Regions from separate parts of the Mus musculus genome. Here region 2 is linked to region 1. A link is a contact called in public Hi-C data. All regions are on one chromosome and are shown on one strand. The core of a region is the stretch at or near the end of the contact, and the rest is flanking DNA. Distances in the headings are between cores, read along the strand shown. Region 1 overlaps Sntg2 (syntrophin, gamma 2). Region 2 overlaps Sntg2 (syntrophin, gamma 2).

Region 1 (4,540 bases), core at 358-2,857:
CTGAGCTATCTCTGACCCCATCCTTATCCATGGTATTTTGAGTAAGAGGCAGCCTACTTTGTCTAGCCCAAGGAGGCAGTAACTGGCTTGACATGAATTCTAATGTTTAATGGTCAAGGTTCAGACTGATTAGATAGTCTGTCACCAGGGAGTCCAGTCCCCAAGGGCTCATAGCAGTCATGTGCCACATTATGAAACAAATGATACCATTTAAAACCTTTGAAAGGCTAATTTTCAGGGAAAGATGCTAGATTAAATGTTAAGACCTGTCGTCAGAGCCCCATTTGAGACCTACCATGGGAAGTAAGGACATTGCCTGGTAAAAAAGAGGACAAGGGAGCAGGAAGGGGTTTCAAAGGAAGATGGCTGATGCACGACTTAGTTGATATTGTGTACTGTGGGTTCAACCCTCACACAAGAGCAAGGGGCCATGCAACTGTGAGGTCAAACATGTTGCTTGTAGCCTGTGCAGACCAGCTCAGAACTTCCCCCAGATCCTACAGAAACAGGAAGGGAGCTCCAGAACACTAGACCCCACTTCCATGTCATTAGGAACCGGAGTTCATATCAAGCTCTTCCCTTGCAGTGTTGCTGCCCCTGGCTGCACACGAGTCAGTGGGTAGACATGCTAAGATTCTCACATATGGCCTCTTGAAGACTCTTATGTGTACTGTTCTAGTCCCTGGAGTGACAGGAAGACTGGCTGACCATGAGTAAGCCAGAGACAGAAGCACAAGTAGACCGGCAGTGGAATCTCTAGCAGGCAGTGCTGTGCTGTGCTTTGCTCTTCCTAGGTTAGGGCCTTGACCAGGATCTATTCCGGGATATTGCCAAGTGCAGCACCAAAGACACACATAGAATCCTGAGGACTGTGTGGAGATAGACCATGCAAACCTGCCCTTAAGGTGGAATCCTAAAGGTCTTAGATTTGGTGTCCTGAAGTGCAAGACTGCGTGTCAGAGATGAAGAAGCAGAAACTACGTAGAAGTTCTGCACTTCTTCCTCCACGGTAGATGCTGTAACACCATATGCATCCCAGAAGGACACACTTGGCAAGAGCATTCAGGTCTGGAGTCTGGATCAAATTAGTAGCAAGTGTGGGTTCTGTATTGATCTGTGTGAGTACCATGGTCACAGAAGGTAAGGACTCTTGACAAGGATCAAGAAGTCATTTGCTCACCGACCCTGTGCTACAGCATGAATGGCCTTCGATGCTGGATACAGAATTGAAATCCATCCTTGATATTACATTATTTTATGCAACTGCATTTTATTATTACTACAATCATCATGTGAGTCCATGGGGAAAACATCATGATAATTTCACTTTGAGGAAGTGAAGTGACAATGTTTGTAGTGAGTTTTCAGGTACCAGGGACAAAAGCAGGTTCCTTTTCTGTCTCAGGATTTCTCTACCTCTGAACACAGGCTGCTTGAATATTCTGTATAATGCTCTATCCTGTTCATGGCAGGTGCTAAGCAGCAATTTGGGCCCCCATAATGGACATCCCGAAGTGGCAGAGTACCCTACCCTTCCAGGTACTAGTGAGGAAAAACCGTCTTCAGTTATCTCCATATGTCCCCTAGAGGGCAGACTTGTCCTGGCTGAGATCTTTGTTCTGGAAAAAGGAAGGGCACAGGGAAGAGTTCTAGACAAAGTTGCTGTCTGGGAGTACTTATCAACTGGTTGAGAGACTGGGTCACAAAAGAGCATAGCCTAAGAGGCTCAGATATGGCAGTTTGGAAACAGCTATGAGAAAAAGACTGCTCATTTTTAGAAGCCTTTGATGAGCCTTCACTTCTTCATTGTGGGCTCTGGAACGAAGGGAGGCCAAAGCTGAGCTGGCACAAGGTATGTGGAAAGCAGGTTTCTAGAAATGTTCGTATGCTTAGTAACAGAAATTCAGATATGACCCAGTAGAATCCATGTGTATGAATGAGCTCAAGCCTGAGGCCCCAAAGACCAGACCACATTGCCATCATCCATGTCCAACGACACATCATCAAACTGAAGCTTTATACAACAAGTGAAACTCCAACAGGTCAGGGCTTCCTAAGTGCTGATCAGCAGCAGCTGATCTGAAGGGAACCAAGCTAGCCCGAATGGACAATAGGGACACCCTTTCTGCTCTATTCTGCAAGAGAAACCACAGGAAGCTGTTTCCTGTGAGAGCCATGGGGTTCTGTAATACAGGGTCCCTTGATCCTGCTCAAGCCACCCACAGAGACCACTCTTCTGCTCTGTGGGTCTGCTGTAGGCTTTTATGCTTTGTCCTTGCTAATAAAAGCCAATGAGATCTCTAAACTAAATCTACTGGCGTCCCGCGTTCACAGCAGCATTCCCCACAGGCACAAACATCACTCATTTGTAATTAGCAAAGTAGGTCTTTATAAATATTATGTGAAAGAGCATTGGCTCTTCACATTGGCAAAGGATTTCCTAACACTTATGTAATTTGGAGAACCCTCAGATGATGATGGAAATAATCCAGTGATTTCTACTGCTCACACAGGCGGCATAATCAATACAGCTGGAATCCAGGACAGCATTTCATTCCTGGATGCATTCTACCAACGTGCGGAGTGTACTCTCCCCAAAACCACTCAGGTTTGAAACTACGGTTCTTTTCATTCTGTTCTAGTGTTGTAGGTTTTTTTCTCTTCAAGGAGATTATGAAAACCCATCCTGTGTTTTCCTCTTTCTCCTTCCCTCCCCGTCTGTCTGTCTCTGAATCATAGCTGCCAAGCACCATTTCACTGGACATTTTGCTGTGTGGGTTCTAGGGCTTGTAAACACCCAGAGACCCCAAACTAGCAAGCAGGAAGGCAGATCATATAGGCAGACCTTCATTTCCAGCACAGCTGGTGGGTGCTGCCTACTCTCACACATATCTGAATAGCTGCAAAGGAACAGGCACAGAGCCGCAGGCATTCCCTGCATCTTACCTTTGTCTTACCGTCAAAGCAGGTGAATCCCAGAGCAAAATCCACCGTGAAGCACAGCGTCTCCCCTTGCCAGCTGCACAGATATGTTTTGGACTAGAAAAGAGTATTAATTTTGAGTGAGAGCTCTGTGATAGTTCTGGTTAGCCATAGCAAGGCAGTTGGCACATTAGCTACTTTTAGCCAAAGGACACTGTTTTCAGTCTGAACTCAGCAACTATGTAGAATAAAAAGGCAGGTTTGGGGGTTGCAGGGAACTGCAGAGACACATGTAGGCACTGGGATCTTCCTTGCTTTCGTTTTTAGACAGACAAAGGATGTCTTTAAAGGCATCAGCTAAACAAAACCAAATCATTGAAACATTCCAACAAATATTTGTTCTTCGTTGTTCTTTTAAAAACACTCACTGGACATCTACGTGCTTCAAGTGTTTCACGGTAGTCTATGGCGTATATAGGGCATGTAGAAAGGAACAGTCCTAAAACTGGTGAAGTTGTTTTTTGTCAACTTCAGTTTGTAGGTAAAGTTACCCCAGTCTACAGATGACCTGATGCCATCATTTCTGTGGGAGAAATCGGGGTGCTTTTCACGGGATAGAGATGAAGGTCTTGCTTAGGGACGATGATGGGGCAGGACTTGGTTTTCTGACTCTCTGACATATGTACTCAACACTGGGAAGTCAGGAGGAGCCCATCTCACGTCTGCACTGCTTCTTATCCCTCTACCCAGGGTGCCCTGGGCATCCTCTGCACAGTTACTGACTCTGCCGCTTAGATCTACTCTATTATATTCTCATCCTAGTAACAAGACAGATGCCTTGAATATCATTAAACCATACCAGGGATCCCTGGGGAGGTTGTCACTACATCTTGGCTCCATTCTCTCCTTCACCTCTTACAATGGGCACAGAGAGCAGGCCCACAAAGAAAGGACCCTGTCCGACATAGCTTTACAACCCTTCGTCTCTTTTAGGCTTCACTCAGCTTCCCAGTACTGCCATGTATTCATATCTGCTTCTTGAAACCATGCACACAGCAGCTGCCCACTGCCCCCTCTTCAGGCTATCAGTGTTTTGATGCTGGTAGGAAATGGAAGTTCTAATAAGGGCTCCAGCTCTTCTCTTAGCTCACCTTCCCTAACTTGACTCAGAGCAGAAGAAGTGCTGGGCTTCCTTTTGCAAGTCCATGGCAATTTACGTTCTCATAGTTTTTAGGACTCACTACATGTCTAGAATGTAAATGTAGCGATTATAAACTGGGAGAAAACATTTCTAGGGGACCACTGCCTTCTTGTATCCCAAGCTCTGATGTCATGAGAAGAGTAGAGCTGTGAACCCCTGGGGATACAGCCTGCTCTTTGGAGGGTAGGCAAACACTGTTGTAGAATGTTACAAGCTCATATGTTTCCCCAGCCCCTCGGGGTCTCAGGAAGGACAGGGGAGAGACACGGAAGGTTTGTGCAGAGACTCATCCCTGTGGAATCTCACAGCAGAGCCAGCCAGTGGTTGCCAGACACACAGCCTCTCCTCATTCAGATCTTCAGAGTCTGGCATGGTGTGTGTGCATATGTGCGTTACATCTCAGTACCTCCATTGTGT
Region 2 (4,065 bases), core at 1,495-3,994, 140 kb after region 1:
AATGCACTGGTTTTCGAAGTGAGATGGGGAATTTTTACATAGTCCACAGGGAATAGAAGTTCATAAAGGGGAGCAGACTGACGGGATATATATTTTTAAGTAAAGATGCTCTTCTTTGGAAGAGCTACAAACATTAAATATGGGTCATTTGGGAAGAATAAACTGCAGGTAGAAACAGGGTAAGGAATAAATGTAAGACACCAACGTTTCCCAAATGCATCTGTGTCACAGATGTCACGCTTGACTGTAAAATTAAATTAGACACGAGCTTCTAATGCTTTAAAAAGAAATAACAGCTTCAGTTACTGGATTTAACAGGCTCATCAACATCCATTTGAACATCCTGCAAACCTGTAACAAGGTTGAACTTGAACTGCCATGTGTCAAAACAATGGTGAAACTAATCATACTTTATGGTTGAATGAATTCTTTAGAGTATAAGTCTTCTTGGCTAATTGTTAAGATCTTTCTTATATATGTTGAATTAATTTAGAATGCCAGATTACCATATTATAAGGGACAATAGTAAAAGCTGCTCATTATACAGGAATTAATAGGACCAGAGGCAGAACAAATAGAACTTTGCTTCAAGAGGGGCTTCCCCAATCCAGCAGTGCTCCCTAGAATACACAGCATTCCCCAATATAGGTAATACCTTCCTGTGTGCATGGCAGTGTCTAGTCTATGCAGCATCCTCCAGTCCATATAGTATCCTCCCTACACTGAGTCTGCAGAATGAACCCCCTGTCCGTGCAGTACTCCTGTCCACACATGTCCCCAGTCAATACGGTAATACCATTCATGTGCCTCACCCCATCCTACAGCCTCAGCAGCTTTGCTTTGCATGCAGACTCAGCCATTCTGGAACTGAAATTCTTTTCCATGACTAGCTGTCCCAAGTTCAATTCAAGTTTACTGATCAGTAAGATTGCTAACCTGGCAGCAAGCCTCAAAACTTATCTAAATATTTGACCCAACCTTTAAAACTATTCAGACTCATTTTTTTTTGAGGCAGAAATTGACAAATCCATTCTCAGTTGTATTTGGAAAATCAAGAATTCTAGAACATTTAATAAGATTTTGGAAACAGGAGCAAAAATAGAAAATCACAGTTGTCAACTTCAGAACACTACAATGGTGCATGGGAAAGTCCTTTGATGGGGCATGGTTCAGGCATAAGCACCAGTAACTAGATGGCTTAATTAGAAATAGAGAACCCAGAAACCAGGGCCTTGAGAGTACCTTGCCTTCAGTAAATGGGGCAAAGATGGTTATTATAATCACAGTGGTTTTTGATTATAATTCAACTTCTTAGGAGGCTGAGGCAGGAGGAAGATACTAACCTGGGCTACATAGTGAGGTCCTGAATAAAATATAATAAATAAAGGCAGAGAAGAAAGGCACCGGGATAAATGGACACACATGCTACTAATGTACATGCATCCTACATTTTATCATATGCTGAGATTAGTTCAAGATAATTTGAAGACTAAGGGTAAAGGCAGTGTGCTTAGTCAGGACGCTCTAGAGAAGTAGAATTGTTAGAATGAATAAGTGTATGTATTAGAGTTGCTAATCAGGCTATTGCCATACTACTCCAACAATGGCTGCCTCCCACTAGAAAGGCAAAGATTCCAGTAGTTGTTCAATCTACAAGGTTGGATGTCTCCCATCTGGTCTTCAATCTTCATTAGAATATTGAAGAAGTCGGTTCTCACACCAGTGAGGGAATGCCTCAGCCACAGGATAGGTGAACTTGCCAGTGAGAGTGAACACACTAAAAGGTAAAGCTCTCTGTCTTCCCTGTCCTTTTATTTGGGCTGTCACCAGAAGGTATGACCCAGATTTAGGGTGGGTCTTTCCATTTCAAATGATCCAACCAAGAACATGTCCACCTGCTTGGTTTTAGTTGATTCCATATATGGTCAAGTTGACTACCAAGATTAGCCATCACAGAGTGCATATATATTTGATAAGAAGACTTGAGAGCAAAGATCTGACATTACTTTCTTAGAAGTTACAAAGCATAGAAACCACATATAAAGAGAAAAGCAAAATCTACATAGGACCACACTGAAAACAGTGAAAGAGAACCCACGAACCTGACTAGCAAATTCAAAATAATATATACTAAGGATGTTCTATAACTCAAAATTCAGTGACAGTTTTTAAAAAGAAAAATAAATTAGGAAAATCCACTTGAGGAGACAACCAAACCCCATGAAGATGTTCAGCAACATCACTGGGTGCATGTGAGATCAAACCACTGTAAGGCTCCATTTGCTTTCCATTACAGTGGCCCTCAGGTGAAAACAACCCGAATATCCATCAAGTAGTGGATAAGGAAATAGACATGGAAAACAAAACATGGTGAAATGATACAATTAAACACTGCTTTGCTATAAAAATAATGAAGTGATATATATATTAAGTTAAAGGTGGACCCTGAAAATATTCAAAAAAAAAAAAACAAAAACAAAAGCAAAAACCAATCAGGGTAGAAAGATACCATTCCCAGGGCTGCGTTCTAAGTCATCTACAAGCAAGTCAACATGTTACAGGATGAGGGGGAATGACTTCTAGCTGGAGGAGGTTTCTTTGTAGGATGAAACTGTTTTAATTCTAGTGGTGGTTGTGCAGCTCGAATGCAGTAGAAATCTGAAATTTGTGCCCTTGTAATCACATAAATTATTAACTAACACTTGGTTGTGACTGCCTCTTGGCAGGGCTCTTATCCAAGCTTAGCTATGCCCCAGGGACAGCGTACCTGGAATACTGCACTGTTAGAACACCAGGATGGGGAAGCTGCAGTCCTGATGAGAAGTGGGCAAAGATGTACCCCAGAAGCAACAAGCCAGTACCCAGTAATGTGGAATTTCTTAATGCCGTGGTAATGCTTTAAAAAGAGACGTGGAGGGAATACAATTCTGGATTTACTTGCTCTGGGATCCCAAAAAACCAGAAGTATTTTCTGAGAAAAGGAGACACAGATACAAGCAGATGCAGAGGAGACCAACGATATATCTGAAGTTGTTAGACAAAGGGAAGCTTTGGAGCTGCTCTGGATACCCTACACGAAGGGGGACAACAGAGGTGGTTCAGCCCCTCAACTAATGCTGTGCCATGAGTTTAGATGGATCAACCTCTCCCAGGAGGAGTACCACCAGGGAGTGTGTAGGCAGCGGCTGAGCAGAGTAGGTGGTAGTAACCCTGTACACTGCAAAGGGATCTACTGGGAAGGCTTGCGATACTTTACAAGACCCACTCTGACTGATGTAGCTTCCAGGTAAAGCAGTGTGTGTGCATCTGCCTCCAATACTGCACACAAGTTTAGAAAGACTGGTCCAATGATAATTATGAGCTGCTTGCTTCTCCAGAGTCATATTAAATTGATGTATTTCTTTTGGCCTGGGTTTAAGAAACACATTTTAAATTCTCTGAGCGTGAAGCAAAGCAAAATATCAAATCTGCCCCATAACGGATTAGCCTTTGTTGCTTTTGCCTGGAAGATTAGCTGACACTGTGCTGTGCTCCCTAGTCCCTGACAATGCAGCGTTTGATGATGGCATCACTGGCCAGCGCGAGTGAAGGTTCTCGGGTTACTTTACTGCTCAGAGATGCTTGGGCTGTATATTCTTATCTTTTTTGGTATAAAACCAGATTTAACTTTTCAGTTTAAACAGCCTTTGCGTTTTTTGTTAGACATCTATGTAAACTATACCTTCATGGAGAAAATAGACAATAATCCAGATATCACACTGTATCTATTGAAATATTTCTATTTTCTCACTTATTATTATTAAAATACTTCAGAGATGCATTTTCTTCTGTTTACTTTCTAAAGTATTATTCTCTCTCTCTCTCTCCCCTCTCTTCCTTCCCCTAACCTTCCTTCCCCCTCTCTTCCTCTGTTTCCATAGAGACCTACAAAGCCAGTACTATTCACCCTTCTACCTTCTCAGACCAAAGCAATGCCTGTTCTAAGGAGCGACCTGTGTAGAGCCTACAGCTGTCTCTCACCTATAGCTATTCTGTGTACCTCTCTTGACCCTCTAAAACTAGAGA

The links. Hi-C and Micro-C count contacts between places; a contact is called where the count stands out from the background.
Region 2: a contact with region 1 is called in a Hi-C map of liver, with 2.8 times the contacts expected there. The contact joins two enhancer-like sites. A contact is called at or near these places in 2 of 484 Hi-C or Micro-C datasets (both in liver), 1 of 115 datasets of contacts at active chromatin or transcription factors (VIP interneurons) and 1 of 9 other capture datasets (adipose tissue).

The regions. Positions count from the first base shown.
Region 1 is chr12:30,198,329-30,202,868 of GRCm38.p6, forward strand. Sntg2 (syntrophin, gamma 2) reads right to left here. Exons shown (of 17, transcript NM_172951.3): 15 at 2,947-3,039. Among named protein-coding and RNA genes, the nearest start is that of Gm32084, 55 kb to the left of the region's middle. Within about 2 kb of position 1,608, at least 6 of the 459 cell types and tissues checked have an H3K27ac peak or open chromatin away from gene starts, as enhancers often do. A contact at or near this core is called in liver, where this site is marked.
Region 2 is chr12:30,333,782-30,337,846 of GRCm38.p6, forward strand. The region is part of intron 1 of Sntg2 (syntrophin, gamma 2); the gene reads right to left. Among named protein-coding and RNA genes, the nearest start is that of Sntg2, 38 kb to the right of the region's middle. Within about 2 kb of position 2,745, at least 4 of the 459 cell types and tissues checked have an H3K27ac peak or open chromatin away from gene starts, as enhancers often do. A contact at or near this core is called in liver, where this site is marked.